Regions from separate parts of the Mus musculus genome. Here region 1 is linked to region 2. Evidence: chromatin contacts called from public promoter capture Hi-C data. All regions are on one chromosome and are shown on one strand. Each heading gives the region's core, a stretch centred on a gene start, on an enhancer-like site or on the middle of the called end of the contact. The rest is flanking DNA. Distances are from core to core; before and after follow the strand shown.

Region 1 (2,799 bases), core at 47-2,546, 340 kb after region 2:
CTTGCCTTAAGACACATCTATGGAAGCTTTCCTCACCTGAGGTTCCCTTCTCTCAGAAGACTCTATCTGTGTCAAGGTGACATAAAACTAACCAACACAATTGACTCTTGGTTGGCTCCACACACAAATACATCACTCTTTCCAGTTCATTCCCAAGATCACACATTAATATTATCATCCCACTATAAAAATCCCAAATCTTAAAATTCTTTAACAATTTAAACACTGAAAAAAAAATCAGCCTCTTTAAAATATTATCTCTTTTAAAATGTAACGTCTCTTAAAAATTCAAAAAAAAAATCTCTTTAAAAGTTCAAAATCTTTCAACTGTGAGATTCTATAAGATCAAAAATAAATGAAGCATTTTACTTCTCTCTGAAAGTTCACAAGCCAGACCTCCATCATCTGTACTGCTCTAAACATTCTTATCTTCAAGCTTCCATAGAATAGCCCACTGAGCCATCAACGCTCAATGACTTTCTAGGCCAAACTTCTGAAGTCCTTCTACAATCCTCTCAATAAAAACAGGATCAGGTCTGTCCCAGCAATACCCCATTATCCTGGTAACTATTGCTGTGATTAAACACAATGACTTAAAGAAAGCTGGGGAGAAGATGGTTTATTTAGCTTATATTTCCTTGTGGTAGCCCATCATCAAAGGAAGTCAGAACAGGAACTCAAACAGGGCAGGATCCTGGAGGCAGGAACTGATGCAGAGGCCATGGAGGGCTGCTGCTTACTAGCTTGTTCATCATGCTTGCTCAGCCTACTTTCTTACAGAACCCGGGACCACCAGCCAAGGGTGGCCCTACTTAAATCCATCACTAAGAAATTATCTTATAGGCTTGCCTATAGCCTAAACTTACGGAAGGATTTCCTCAACTGAAGTTCTTTTCTCTCAAATGATTTTAGCCTGCATCAAGCTGTCATAATATTAGCCAAGCAAGGCCTTGCATATTCATCATATTAACAGGCCCTGCCTAACTATAGGAATTAGTATGTGGTTTTGTAAGCTTTTGTTACAAATAGTTATTAGGCAAACTAGTCATCTAGATAATTTAAAAACTCCTCTGGTACTAAATATGAGGAGTGCTAGATAAACTAAGACAGGTATTTATACAGTTATTCTTTTTAATGACATACTTTTTTTTTAGACAAAGAGATGAGCTCAGAAAACCCACAGGCGGTAACAATAACGGGAGAAATAAAAACCAGTGAGACTGAAATGAGCTGGAGATGCCACAGGAAGGGGCGTGCCTGCAGAGCCCCGCCTGCAGAGCCCCGCCTGCAGAGCCCTGCCTGCCTGGAAACAGCAGATAAGTCAGGCCCTGGAGGCAGGAAATCAGAACTGAAACGCAACGTTTCAGGCAGAGGATGCAGTGCAGAATTCAAAACAAATGAACAAAAAACTTCATCTTCAGAGGCACGTTAAAGATATTCCCAACACCCTCTGGTGTATAAATTCTTGACTGTGGCATCCTGCAAATTTTCCGTAGGTGTCAAAGCACAAGATGTGGTGTTTGCGGCTGCCAGCTGAGCAAATGCAACACTTCCCTTGCAGAATGCCATTGCCACCTCCCCAGGTAGGCTCTGCAGGGTTTCTAAGATTACACTCCAACAAAGGCAGATTGATACTGGAAAATAACAAAGCACAGGAGGGAGTCATCAAAGGAAGGAGAATCAACAACAGGCACAGAGGGCATATTCAGAGCTTTAAATGCTATAATTAATAAAGGTGAATTAATTTTTTAAGAAAGGCTTTTAAGTGGGACTTAAGGGGGAGAGTGGGAGAGTTTCTGAAGAATTGATAGGGCTGAGTTTGGGAATGGAATGTAGTAGAACTTTTAGAAATCAAAACTAAGCACAAGCTGAAAGTCTCTAGCCGAAAAAAATACCTGCATACCACATATCTCACAGGCCACTTGTATCCAAAATATATAAAGAGTTTCCTAAATCCAACAGCAAGAAAACAGCCTGGTTAGGAAATAGTAGAAAGATATCAAAGGAACACTTGAGGAGAACCAGTATCTCTGGTTCTTAGAGAAATACAGCTCAAACCCATGTGAGAAACAATCAGATGCCTGAGAGAATGGTTAACATGCAAAATAAAATCCTCTGACAACGCTAAATGCTGACAAGGATGCAGAGACACTAGATCTCTAGGATAATGCAGGTGACAGTGTAAAATGGTACAGCCATCCTATAAATCAGCTGTGGGTCTAGAAAATTAAAAGACACAATGACGATCACCTTTTCCATACAGAAATGTCGCCTCGCTGTTTGTGCGGCTCTGTGCAACCTCACAAATCCCAGACATATCACAGCTGTCCATCAATGGGAGGACAAAACAACCTCTAGTTATACAAGCAACACTACTTAGAGATGAAATCAGGTAAGCTGAGATGCACGTGGCTCAGACTGAGCTTTAAATCACAGTGCTAAGGGAAAGGATCAGTCTCCGAGGGCCACAGGTGCTGTGCATTGTTGTTTTGTTTTGTTTTGTTTTTAATGTTCATCTCTCAAAGCTGCAGCCAGTTAGAGAAAGATGGGAGATAAGTAGTTACTAGGAGAGAAGAGAAGGGAGGGCAATTACAGCTGCATGAAGAGGCAGTGAGGGGCAGCATGGAGGAGTTCTTTTGTAGTGGTGGGCCAACTCTGTATGATACTTATGGTGGTCGTTATATGAACCTATAGTTTTAATATATGCCATCACAACTATATACAAAGAGACTGATGATATGAATGTATTCAAACCCTTTGAAATCTGTACCATATCAGCACGGTACCAATCAATATCTT
Region 2 (2,909 bases), core at 390-2,889:
GAGATGGCTCAGCAGTTAAGAGCACTGGCTGCTCTTGCAGAGAACCTGGGTTTAATTGCCAGCACCCACATGGTACCTCACACCTGTCAGTGACTCCAGTTCCAGGGCTTCTGACACCCTCACACAGGCATGTATGCAGGCAAAGCAGCAGTGCACATGAGATACAAATAAGCCATAGAAAAATGTCCATATTTAATCTTTGTACCTGTAGCTTTTCAGATGAAGTGAAATGCTAACTATGAAGAAGAAACTTTAGTTCACACTCAGAAAGCTAGAAGAATTTTAGCACGAGGTTGCATAGCAGGGTGACTGCAGAGAGAGTTGTACAGTATATCTCAAAAAGCCAGAAGGAAGGGTTTCCAAAGTTTTCACCCTAAAAAAAAAATAAGAATTTAAAGCGGTAGGTGTGTTTACCTTGATTACAATACATACACAAGTAAAAGCGTCTCATGGTGCCCATTAATGCGTAGAATTTTTGTGTCTATGTCATTTTAACAAGACTATTTACTTATTTATGTGTCTGCCTGTTTGCTTTTTGAGACAGTCTTGCTATGTAGCCCAGGCTGCTCTCTTATGGTGATCCTTCTGCCTTAACCTCCTGAGTGTTGGGATTATAAGTGTGTGCCAGCATACCTGACTTCACCCCGTGGAAAGAGAGGCACCATAGTAGCAGCAAACAACAGCTTTCCACCTGCAGCGGCCGGAGGGGTCTCACCAGAGACCTCTGCTCAGATGAGGCTGTGCTTCTTAACTTTGCCAAAGAAAATAATTTCAGAAGTCAGTGGGAAGCCAAATTTGAGTTAAGAGATGTTAATGTAGATTTAAGCAAGGCTTTAATAGAAACTGCATCGCTAATTGTGTGAGTGAGTGTGTGTGAGTGTGTGCATCTTAAGAGAAAAAAATCACTAAATATCTTACAACGGTCATATACAACACTGGTGGCTTCTGAAGTTAGACTGGTCAAAGGTTTCTAAAAAACCTTGTTTTCGGAGGAAGGGTCTACTTAAGTTTTATGTCTATGGGTGTTTTGCAGGCACTTAAGTTGGTGTACTTCATGTGTGCAGTGTCCAGAGACACCAGAACAGGATGCATTTTAATTGTCAAACGTGTATAAAATCTAGTGAATGACCTTTAACCACTCTCTCTTTTCAAAGGATCTATCTCCAGAATTCTTAGAGCAGAAGGATCAGCAAGACTTTGTCTATCAAGACCTTGTCTACAATACTTTAAGATAGTGTCTTTTTTTTTTTAAGTTTAAAGGAGCTCTTCTCCTTTTCACGAGAGTCCAATAATCACGCATCTGTTTTTATACTCCTAGACCTTAAAAGGGCTTGTAAAACAGGGGCTGCAACTACTGTAGCTCAGTGTCACTTGAGTAACAGGATTTCGTGTACCTCAGTGGTGCACACACTTCTATGATCCGAATCCTAATTTATTGATTTAAGTTGTGAGGCTTATCGCCTCAGCTAGGACCTGAAGACTGAAACCAAATCGGTTCGTTTTAGATCTAGCAGTCAACCGGAACCAAACCTAGACCCACGTAAAAGGAAGTGCAAAGGTACCTGCAACGGTTGTCCAATCAGAGTCGGGGGCGGGACCAGCACTGCACGCCGTGGTGCGCATGCTCGGCGCCCGGCCCGTGGTTGGCTGTAGGAAGGCGGGAAGCTCGAGCTGGTCGGCGGCAGGCGTTGGTACCTGCTGCGGGGCGCTCGCGATTTCGGTCAGCCTGCGGGGTAGGTCTCTGCAGCGGAGGCCCGGGGAGGCGCGTGCGGGGCCTGGTGCAGGATGGCGCGGGTCCCGGGGAGCTGGGCGAGGCGGCGGGAGCGCCCTCGCTGGCTGGGCAGGGGGCAGGGGGGCGGGTCCTGCGGGCCGAGCGATCTCGGAGGCCACGGCCCCCGAGGCCGCCTGGGGCCAGAGAACATCAGGTGTCAGCCAAGAGCTTGTGGAACCATCTAGCACCTCCCCTAGGCGAATTACCCACCCACTAGTTCTCTCTCGCCCTCTCTCCGCTCCTGGTTTCAACAAACAAACAAAAACACACCATTTACATTAATTATGGAGGATTTTGTAGGTAGGTAGATTGGAGTCCCAAAGTCTAAGGGGAATTTACAGTATGAAATGGAAATCTTATTACCCAACGTGGCTGGAAGCCAAAAAGCAGAAATAGCAAGGCCTGTTGCTAGCTGTTGGAGTTTTATTTATTTTCTTGCATCCTAGAAGTTGCCACACCCTCTTCCCCATGTAGTCCAGAGGAAGGCAGAGATTCTGGCTATGATTCTATAATCCCTCTTGTCTTTCCTCTCCTGGGACCTTTGTTGTTTCTGATTTCATAGGATTTTGTGGATTAAACAGGCAACAGTAATTATAAGTAATAATATTACAGAAAGTATTTGAGTACTGTGTGTCAAGCTTTGTTCTGAATTCTTAAATTAATCTCACCGTTGCATAGTCGTATGCTTGAGTGTGATTAAGAGTGAATAAGACACAAGAGGAGACACGGATTTAAGCTAACTGCAGAATCACCTGCTGGGAAGGTCATTGGTGCACAGTTATTAAGGCAAACATGATGTGCTCCAGATATCAGCCTGGGCTGGCCGTTTTCCTTGGGAGACCTAATCTCAGCCGTAGCGTGTTACAAGCCTCAGAAATCGCAGCATTTCAATAGAGCTGCCAAGTGGCTTTACATCTAGGGCCTGTAAAAAAGGTCTCAGCAAAACTAGTTTACAAACCAGCTAGAGCCGGTCGGAGATGGAAGATCTCAAGTTCAGAGCCAGTCTAGGATCTATAGAGAGCCCTTGTCCTAGAAAACAAAACAAACTAGTAAAGATGCTAATATGTTTTGGGAAATAAACTAATTTCTGTAGTTCACCTTTTTAAAAAAAAGATTTATTTTATGTACACTGTAGCTG

What was found. Promoter capture Hi-C pulls out the DNA fragments that hold promoters and counts their contacts.
Region 1: a contact with region 2 is called in a promoter capture Hi-C map of the HPC-7 cell line, with 2.6 times the contacts expected there. The contact joins the enhancer-like site here to the promoter of Rad54b in region 2. A contact is called at or near these places in 6 of 39 promoter capture datasets (the HPC-7 cell line, cranial neural crest, hippocampal neurons and 2 more).

The regions. Positions count from the first base shown.
Region 1 is chr4:11,898,890-11,901,688 of GRCm38.p6, forward strand. No RefSeq gene overlaps it. Among named protein-coding and RNA genes, the nearest start is that of Pdp1, 66 kb to the right of the region's middle. Within about 2 kb of position 1,297, at least 96 of the 459 cell types and tissues checked have an H3K27ac peak or open chromatin away from gene starts, as enhancers often do. A contact at or near this core is called in the HPC-7 cell line and hippocampal neurons, where this site is marked.
Region 2 is chr4:11,557,281-11,560,189 of GRCm38.p6, forward strand. Rad54b (RAD54 homolog B (S. cerevisiae)) reads left to right here and starts at 1,640. Exons shown (of 15, transcript NM_001039556.3): 1 at 1,640-1,733. It overlaps LOC115489931 (predicted GPI-anchored protein 58), which reads right to left and starts at 2,539. Exons shown (of 3, transcript XM_030253962.1): 1 at 2,524-2,539; 2 at 1,563-2,012. The coding sequence starts at 2,539. It overlaps Gm35693 (a long non-coding RNA gene), which reads right to left and starts at 1,546. Exons shown (of 3, transcript XR_390401.4): 1 at 1,395-1,546; 2 at 634-751; 3 at 172-373.